2 separate regions of the Pan troglodytes genome follow, and region 2 is linked to region 1. The links are chromatin contacts, called in public Hi-C maps. All regions are on one chromosome and are shown on one strand. Each heading gives the region's core, a stretch centred on a gene start, on an enhancer-like site or on the middle of the called end of the contact. The rest is flanking DNA. Distances are from core to core; before and after follow the strand shown. Region 1 holds the start of APOBEC3C (apolipoprotein B mRNA editing enzyme catalytic subunit 3C). Region 2 has its middle 24 kb from the start of APOBEC3H.

Region 1 (4,267 bases), core at 941-3,440:
ATGAGGCCATATCTCAGGCTGTCTCAGAGGGGGGAAACCTGGACAATACCCAGGCTTTCTTGGGCAGAGGTCCCCGCGGCCTTCCGCAGTGCACTGTGTCTCTGGGTACTCGAGACTGGAGAATGGCGATGACTTTTACCAAGCTTACTGCCTGCAAACACATTTTTACCAAGGCACATCCTGCACAGCCCTAAATCCATTAAACCTTGAGTCAATATAGCACATGTTTCTGCGAGCACAGGGTTGGGACTAGGGTTACAGATTCACAGCATCTCAAGGCAGAAGAATTTTTCTTAGTACAGATCACAATGGAGTTTCTTATGTCTTCCTCTTTCTACATAGACACAATAACAGTCTCATCTTTCTTCCCCACACAAGAACAAACTCCCCTTAAAGGAATCTATTTAGGAAGATTATTTCAAGGATACAATGTACATTCATTCCTCCAAAATATGCTTAGATGAACTTAAATAATCAGAAAGTTGTGTGTGTATGTGTTTCACATTTTCTTGGTCCACATGGAACACCTTGAGAGGTCCCTGTAGGCCGTGAGCCTGTTTGTAGACACCTGCTTCCCCCGCTTGATGTCGCAGACATCGCAGTCCCTGATGTAGGGTCTGGCCTATGGGGCTTAGTGGGTGCTCTCCCCGTGTGTGGAGATGAGAAATCGTAAAAAGTAAAGACACAAGACAAAGAGATAAAGCGAAAACAGCTGGGCCCGGGGGACCACTACCATCAAGACACGGAGATGGGTAGTGGCCCCAAATGGTTGCGTGCACTGTTATTTATTGCATACAAGACAAGGGGGGCAGGGTAAGGAGGGTGAGTCGTCCAAGTGATTGATAAGGTCGAGCAAGTCACGTGATCATAGGACAGGGGGCCCTTCCCTTATAGGTAGCCGAAGCAGAGAGGGAAGGCAGTATACGTCAGCGTTTTCTTCTATGCACCTATCAGAAAGATCAAAGACTTTAAGACTTTCACTATTTCTTCTACCGCTATCTTCTAAGAACTTCAAAGAGGGACCAGGAGTACAGGAGGAAAGTGGACAAGGAGCGTGACCCTTGAAGCACAGCACCACAGGGAGGGGTTTAGGCCTCCGGATGGCTGCAGGCAGGCCTGGATACTATCCAGCCTCCCACAAGAAGCTGGTGGAGCTGAGCGTTCCCTGACTCCTCCAAGAAAAGGGAGACTCCCTTTCGTGGTCCGCTAAGTAACGATGCCTTCCTAGGCACTGGCGTTACCGCCTGACCAAGGAGCCCTCCAGTAGCCCTTATGTGGGCGTGACAGAGGGCTCACCTCTTGCATTCTTGGTCACTTCTCACAACAGCCCTTCAGCACCTGACCCTATACCCACCGGTTATTTCTTGGTTATATTAGTAATACCATAAAGAGTAATATTAAAAGCTAATGATTAATAATGTCTACACTAATGATTGATAATGTCCATGATCATCTCTGTATCTAATTTGTATTATAACTATTCTTATTGTAAGTATATTCTTTATTATACTGAAACAGTTTGTGCCTTCAGTCTCTTGCCTCAGCACCTAGGTAATCCTCCGCCCACATCTCTGAGGGGCTGACCTGCCCCCCACCTTCTGGAAGCTGGGAGGTTGGAAGAGGGGATGCGTGCGATGGACTCAGCACACAGCTGGGAACTCGAGGCACACCTAAGCCTTCGCTTGTGCTGTGCGGAGTCCACACTTCCTTCCCCACTGGGGTCTCAAAACCTCCCCTCACTCAACAGGGTGGTGCTGCTCAAAGATCTGGGCACACATTAGGGCTGGGGAGGGGGTGGTGGAGAGGGGGCTCCAGCCTGCCCAACCACCAGGCAACGGGACACCTGCCCCTCTCTCAGCTGGGTCTGGACCCGCCTCCCAGGCTCAGGCTGCAATGCCTTTCTCTTTCTCTTTCTCTTCTTTTTGCAGTTCCGTTGGGTCCTGCCCAGGACAGATAAAGACAGAGCAGCCTGTCTTTATCGGAGGTTCCTCTGCCAGTAGGAGGGGCCCGGAGAAAACCAGAAAGAGGGCCAGAGCCAGAGAAACATGAAGCACCCCGGGGCCTCCCACACCAGTGCCTGAGCAGGAATGGGGAGGGGCCATGATTCACAAGGCCCTGGGAGGTCACTTTAAAGAGGGCTGCTCAACTGCAAGGACGCTGTAAGCAGGAAGAGAAGCCACAGCGCTTCAGAAAAGAGTGGGACAGGGACAAGCGTATCTAAGAGGCTGAACATGAATCCACAGATCAGGTACCTCTGCCCGCTTTGTCTGCCAGGCCCCTCCTGCCACTTCCTGCCAGGCGGTCCTGCTGGGCCTCAGCCCTGGCCTCCCCCTGCCCCAGCCCCACCTCTGGGGTCCCTCCCCCCTGGTTCCCCCGCTGCCCCCACTCCCAGCCAAGCTCCTTGCCCTGCTGTGTGGTCCCCCGACTGCTGCTTCTGAATGGGCCACCTTCCCCACTTGCCCCAGCCCAGTCCGCCTGCTGAGACTCTCCCCCGAAAATCATGCCCGGGCTGGTGCTTCCCGCCCTGGGAGGGTGCTTCCTCTGTGTGCTTCCCACCATTCCTGGGAGCTCTGGAACTGGGAGAATTGAACCAAAGGATGATTTGAGCAATCAGGCATTTCGTTCTCAGCGCTTTGGTGCAATTTCTGTAAGATTTACTTCGTTTCAATACAAAGTCTTAGGAGAGGGTGTGGGGGAGGGAATGGTCTCTGTACCAGAAAATAAGTCACTTCTTCCAAAGATGCCTCCACTGTGAGCAGAGGAGGATGCACACGACCCCAGACACAGGCTCCTCCTCCGTGAGCACCGTTCACCTTTTAGAATGACACCTGCAACATGGAGTGTAGGAAAAAATATGATGATCAGGAGAAATGCTCTTATTTTAGGCCAGGCATGGTGGCTTATGCCTGTAATCCTAGCACTTTGGGAGGCTGAGGCGGGCGGGTCACTTGTGGTCAGGAGTTTGAGACCAGCCTGACTAACATGGTGAAACCTCGTCTCTACTGAAAATACAGAAAATTAGCCAGGGGTGCTGGCGGGCGTCTGTAATCCCAGCTACTTGGAAGGCTGAGGCAGGAGAATCCCTTGAATCCGAGGGGTGGGGGTTGCAGTGAGCTGAGATTGCAAACTCCAGCCTGGGGGACAGAGCGAGATGCCGTCTTTAAAAAAAAAAAAAAAAAAAAGTAGCAGAAAAACTGGGAGGTTGAGGGTGTTCCATTGGTAGCCCCAGAGCTGGGGTTCCAGCTAGGAGAGGTCACCCCGGCCCTGCTGCCCCTGCCAGCGTCCCCTCCTCTTTCTCTCTCCCCGTCTTCCTGCCTGGGAAAGCAGCAGACATTCTCAGGGCTGTGGAGGGATGGGGGAGGCCCAGAGCCCAGGGCCGTCCAGGCAGTTGTGTTCAGTGGGCATCAGCCCTGAGGACTCCGGTGCGGGGGTCTCTGCATTGGGGTTTCTCTCTTGTGCCTTCAGAAACCCGATGAAGGCAATGTATCCAGGCACATTCTACTTCCAATTTAAAAACCTATGGGAAGCCAACGATCGGAACGAAACTTGGCTGTGCTTCACCGTGGAAGGTATAAAGCGCCGCTCAGTTGTCTCCTGGAAGACGGGCGTCTTCCGAAACCAGGTAGCACCAAAGTCCTAATTACACCCTAAATAGGAGCTAAGCAGCTGGGAATGCAGAAAACGCAACAATAAGTGATGTGCCCGGCCTGGGCTCTCCTGTGTACACTTTCCTGCCACATTTCTATTTTTTTTTTTTTTTTTTTTTTTTAGATGGAGTCTCGCTCTGTCACCCAGGCTGGAATGCAGTGGTCCGATTTCAGCTCACGGCAACCTCTGCTTTCCAGGTTCACGTGATTCTCCTGCCTCAGTCTCCCGAGTAGCTGGGATTACAGGCGCCTGCCACCATGCCCAGCCAATTCTTTTGTATTTTTAGTAGAAACAGGATTTCGCCATGTTGGCCAGGCTGGTTTCGAACTCCTGACCTCAAGTGATCCACCAGCCTTGGCGTCCCAAAGTGCTAGGATTACAGGCGTGAGACACCATGCCCCTGGCCTCCCCCCCACATTATGTATTTATTTATTTATTTATTTATTTTGAGATGGAGTCTTGCTCTATCGCCCAGGCTGGAGTGCAGTGGCACAATCTCAGCTCACTGTAAGCTCCGCCTCCCGGGTTCACGCCATTCTCCTGCCTCAGCCTCCCAAGTAGCTGGGACTACAGGCGCCCGCCACCATGCCCAGCTAATTTTTTCTTTTTTTTTTTCTTT
Region 2 (4,267 bases), core at 1,039-3,538, 110 kb after region 1:
GTAAAACAACAACATATTTAGGTAGGATGATGTAAAAAGTCAAGTCAGAGGTATTTATATACTTAGAAATGCTTTTCTGCTCTGCCACCAAAAATAATAATAACTAAGAAGAAGAATCAATATTAGGCTGGGCACAGTGGCTCATGCCTGTAATCCCAGCACTTTGGGAGGTAGAGGTTGGAGGATCGCTTGAGGCCAGGAGTTTGAGACCAGCCTGAGCAACATGGAGAGACCGCAGCTCTATTTTGTAAAAGTTAAAAATAAATAAATAAATATAAAGAATAAATTTCAGGGGCCCTCTAGTGGCTGCACATCATTTTCCTCCACTCTGACAGGTACCCCACTAGCACCTCTATGACAAAGAGAAACTTAGTCCCGGATGCCAGAAATAAACATTGTTATCATGATTTAAAGAGACACAGCCTGACGACGAAAGGTCTCCGTTTAAATCTCCTTGGTTTGTGCAACTCTGTAAAGAATCAATCATTAGATTGCTCAGATCCCGCCATCTTGATCAGTCTGAAATACTGTATTTGTGTGTGTCTGGCCTGCTAGTTAAGATGTCTGGAGTGTTCAAAAGAATCAGTCTAGATTTATAATACTAGATTTATAATTAATCAAATTAATAATGTTTAAATGCTTAAGGAAAATTGATTTTCAGAGTTATATTACTTGAATAAATCGAGCAATAAAGTACCAATGTTAATGAGTATTCCTCTCCATACACAAAAATATTTTGAATAAAGCAACTATTAAAAAATCTGTTTTATTACTTAAAATTTTTTTTTTTTTTTTTTTGAGACGGAGTCTCACTCTGTCGCCCAGGCTGGAGTGCAGTGGAGCCATCTCGGCTCACTGCAAGCTCGGCCTCCTGGGTTCACGCCATTCTCCTGCCTCAGCCTCCTGAGTAGCTGGGACTATAGGCACCCGCCACCACGCCTGGCTAATTTTTTGTATTTTTAGTAGAGACAGGGTTTCACCGTGTTAGCCAGGATTGGTCTCGATCTCCTGACCTCGTGATCCGCCCACCTCGGCCTCCCAAAGTGCTGGGATAACAGGCGTGAGCCACAGCGCCCGGCCATTATTACTTAAAATTAAGATCGCCTGCAAGTAACTGAAGCCTCAAAGCCAGAGGCCAAAACCAGACAGAAGCAGGCCCTCTGAGGATGGCCATGCATTTGTTCACCTTACAACCCCAGGTGAACCGGACATGCACAGTGTCAGCTGGATGATCAGACAGACAGGGGAAAAGTGAGCCCCCAAATGGACAGGTGAGAGGCATAGGCTCTTCCTCTCTGGCAAAGCGCTCTCCCTCCAGCAAGGCAGGGACGATGGCCTGCACTCCCGCTGGCCTGACTGCCCTGGCCTGGCCATCAACCGGAACCTGGCCCTCCTTCTCCAGAGGAGACCTCCCCGCATCCCCCCAGCCACATGGCTTCCTTGAAAGATTCCCACCCCCTGTCTGTGGTGGGCAGGGACCCAAATCCCACCACACCCTCCCAAAGTCAGAATGGACCCGGTGAGGCCAGGAGAGATGGCTCACACCTGTAATCCCAGCACTTTGGGAGGCTGAAGCGGGCAGATCGCTTGAGCTCAGGAGTTTGAGACCAGCCCGGGCAACATGGTGAATCCCCATCTCTACCAAAAATACAAAAAACTAGCCAGCGTGGTGGTGGGCACCTGTAGTCCCAGCTACTTGGGAGGCTGAGGTGGGAGGATCACCTGAGCCCAGGAGCTCAAGGCCGCAGTGAGCGCAAATGGTACCACTGCACTCCAGCAGGGGCAACCAGAGTAATATTCTGCCTCAATAAATAAATTAATTAATTAATAAGAACGGATCCAGTGAGGTGAGAAAGCACCGAAGCCACTGGAGGAGGCCAGCGGAGGAGCACAAGGAGGCAGGAGGCAGGGGGTGCAGGGGCAGGCGGGGCTCAGAGCCATCGGATTCCATCTAAAAGGCAGGGCCCAAAGGTGCAGTCAAGAGGAGGACAGGGAGGTCCTGGGGGTCCGGGGGTGGGGCAGCTTCTTCCCCGCTTTCCCATGGGATTTATTTTCAGGACAGCTGGGCAATTTGGGGAGCCGGGAAGGCTGCACCTGCCCCACCCCAGGCCAGCCGGGCCGCCTCCCTCCCCTGCTCCACCTTCTTGGGGTGCTGCTCTTCCTCTCCCTCTCCCTCTCCCTCTCATGGCACCCGGCCCTTGGGGCCTGCTTCCTCTGTGCCTCCTCCCTCTCAGGACAGTGGAAGAGGCGTCCGCCTTCCCCTGCCCCCAGCGACCGCCGTCCCCTCCTCTCCCCGCGTGCCTGCATTCCTTCCTCTTTCCTTCTGCAGCTTTTCTCTCTTGCCCCCTCCCCTCCCCTCCAGCTTCACAGGAACTTTCCCGCGCCTGCTTTCCTTCGTGCTGTATGGCTTTTCTTTCCAGGAGGCATCTGGACGGAACAGTGAAGCGGCCAGGGATGGGGGGGTGCGGAGGGGGTCGGGGAGGGGGGGGGAGGGCAGTGAAGCGGGGAGGGGGGCGGTGAAGCGTGGGGGACTGTGAAGCGCGGCGCTGACAGGGGATCTCCAGGCAATGAGCTCTCCCAGGGCACCGGCCAGAAGCCACGCCTTCCAGGAATGGGCCACGGACCGGCCTCAGATGGCTAGCTGTGGCCACCTGCCCAGGCGAGCTACAGGGAAGAAGACGGTGGCTTCCAAGTGTGCCCCCAGCCTTTTCAGGGCCTGTAAGGTCCACGGTTCTCATCATCATGTTTAAGATGTTGTCTTCCCACTCTCATGTTCTCACAACGAACTGCGGAATTTTCCAGAGGCTGCATGCCATGCAATACTGCAACAGGTTTTTACGCAGGAGATATGAGAATCCACCTAACTATTAAGCCAAACAAAAAAGAGGCAACGGGGCGTGGGGGGGACACGGCGGGGAGTAAAGCAATGCCAGCTCTCCTCACTGAATCTTTTTGTTTTGGAAAATATATTTTTCATAAAATGTGTTACTTATGTTAACAGGTAATGGCTTCAGGCCCAGTGTGGTGGCTCACGTCTGTAATCCCAGCACTTTGGGAGGCTCAGGTGGATCACCTGAGGTCGGGAGTTTGAGACCAGCCTGGCCAACATGGCGAAACCCCATCTCTTCTAAAAACACAAAAATTAGCTGGGTGTGGTGGTGGGCACCTGTATTCCCAGCTACTCGGGAGGCTGAGGCAAGAGAATGGCTTGAATCCAGGAGGCAGAGTTTGCAGCCGAGATCGCACCACCGCACTCCAGCCTGGGCAACAGAGCAAGGCTGTCTCCAAAAATAAATAAATAAATAAACAAACATATATATATACACATATATATGTATATGTATGTATATATGTATATATGTATATATGTGTATATATGTATATATGTATGTATATATGTATATATATGTATATATATGAGAAATTTAAAAATATCTAATTCATTAAAAAATAATGAAGCCATTACTTTTTTTTTTTTTTTGGGGGGAGAGTCTCGATCTTGTCGCCTAGGCTGGAGTGCAGTGGCGGGATCTCGGCTCACTGCAACTTCCACCTCCTGGGTTCAAGTGAATCTCCTGGCTCAGCCTCCCAAGTAGCTGGGATTACAGGCACCTGCCACCATGCCTGGCTAATTTTTGTATTTTTAGTAGACATGGGGTTTCACCATGTTGGTCAGGCTGGTCTCAAACTCTTGACCTCAGGTGATCCACGTGCCTCGGCCTCCCAAAGTGATGGGATTACAGGCGTGAGCCACCGCACCTGGCCTCTAATATGATAAATATTGATAGCTATAACCCACATACACAAAAGCTCTCTGGGGTTCTTAACAGTTTTTAAGAATGTAAATGGATTCAGCAACCAAAAAGTTTGAGAACTGCTGTAGAAGGATTAGTCATGAGGTGTCTGGTGCCAGATACAGGTTCAAGTCTCTGCTCTGCTACATCCTAGCCATGTAGCCTTGAGTAACTAACCGCAGCCTCTCTAACCACTTGTCTCCACTCACAGAAACAGGTGCAACAATAGCACCTACCTCAGAGAGTCGTCGTCAGCATGCAGGTAACAACATACACAAGAGCTATACTGAGCACGTATACCAGGGCAATTCTGAGACTTTTCTTGTCTTTCGTTTTTTCCTTTGAGACAGGATCTCACTCTGTCACCTGGGCTGGAGTGCAATGGCATGATCATAGCTCACTACAGTCATGACCTCCTGGACTCAAGCAATGCTCCTGCTTCAGCCTCCCATGTAGCTGGGACTAGAGGTGCC

What was found. A called contact is a pair of places that touch in the nucleus more often than the background predicts.
Region 2: a Hi-C map of induced pluripotent stem cells shows a contact between it and region 1, with 2.1 times the contacts expected there. The contact joins the enhancer-like site here to the promoter of APOBEC3C in region 1. A contact is called at or near these places in 3 of 7 Hi-C or Micro-C datasets (blood, induced pluripotent stem cells and stem cell-derived neural progenitor cells).

What each region holds. Positions count from the first base shown.
Region 1 is chr23:41,014,853-41,019,119 of NHGRI_mPanTro3-v2.0_pri, forward strand. APOBEC3C (apolipoprotein B mRNA editing enzyme catalytic subunit 3C) reads left to right here and starts at 2,191. Exons shown (of 4, transcript NM_001251910.2): 1 at 2,191-2,248; 2 at 3,466-3,622. The coding sequence starts at 2,232.
Region 2 is chr23:41,121,778-41,126,044 of NHGRI_mPanTro3-v2.0_pri, forward strand. No RefSeq gene overlaps it. Among named protein-coding and RNA genes, the nearest start is that of APOBEC3H, 24 kb to the left of the region's middle. Within about 2 kb of position 2,289, at least 2 of the 24 cell types and tissues checked have an H3K27ac peak or open chromatin away from gene starts, as enhancers often do. A contact at or near this core is called in induced pluripotent stem cells, where this site is marked.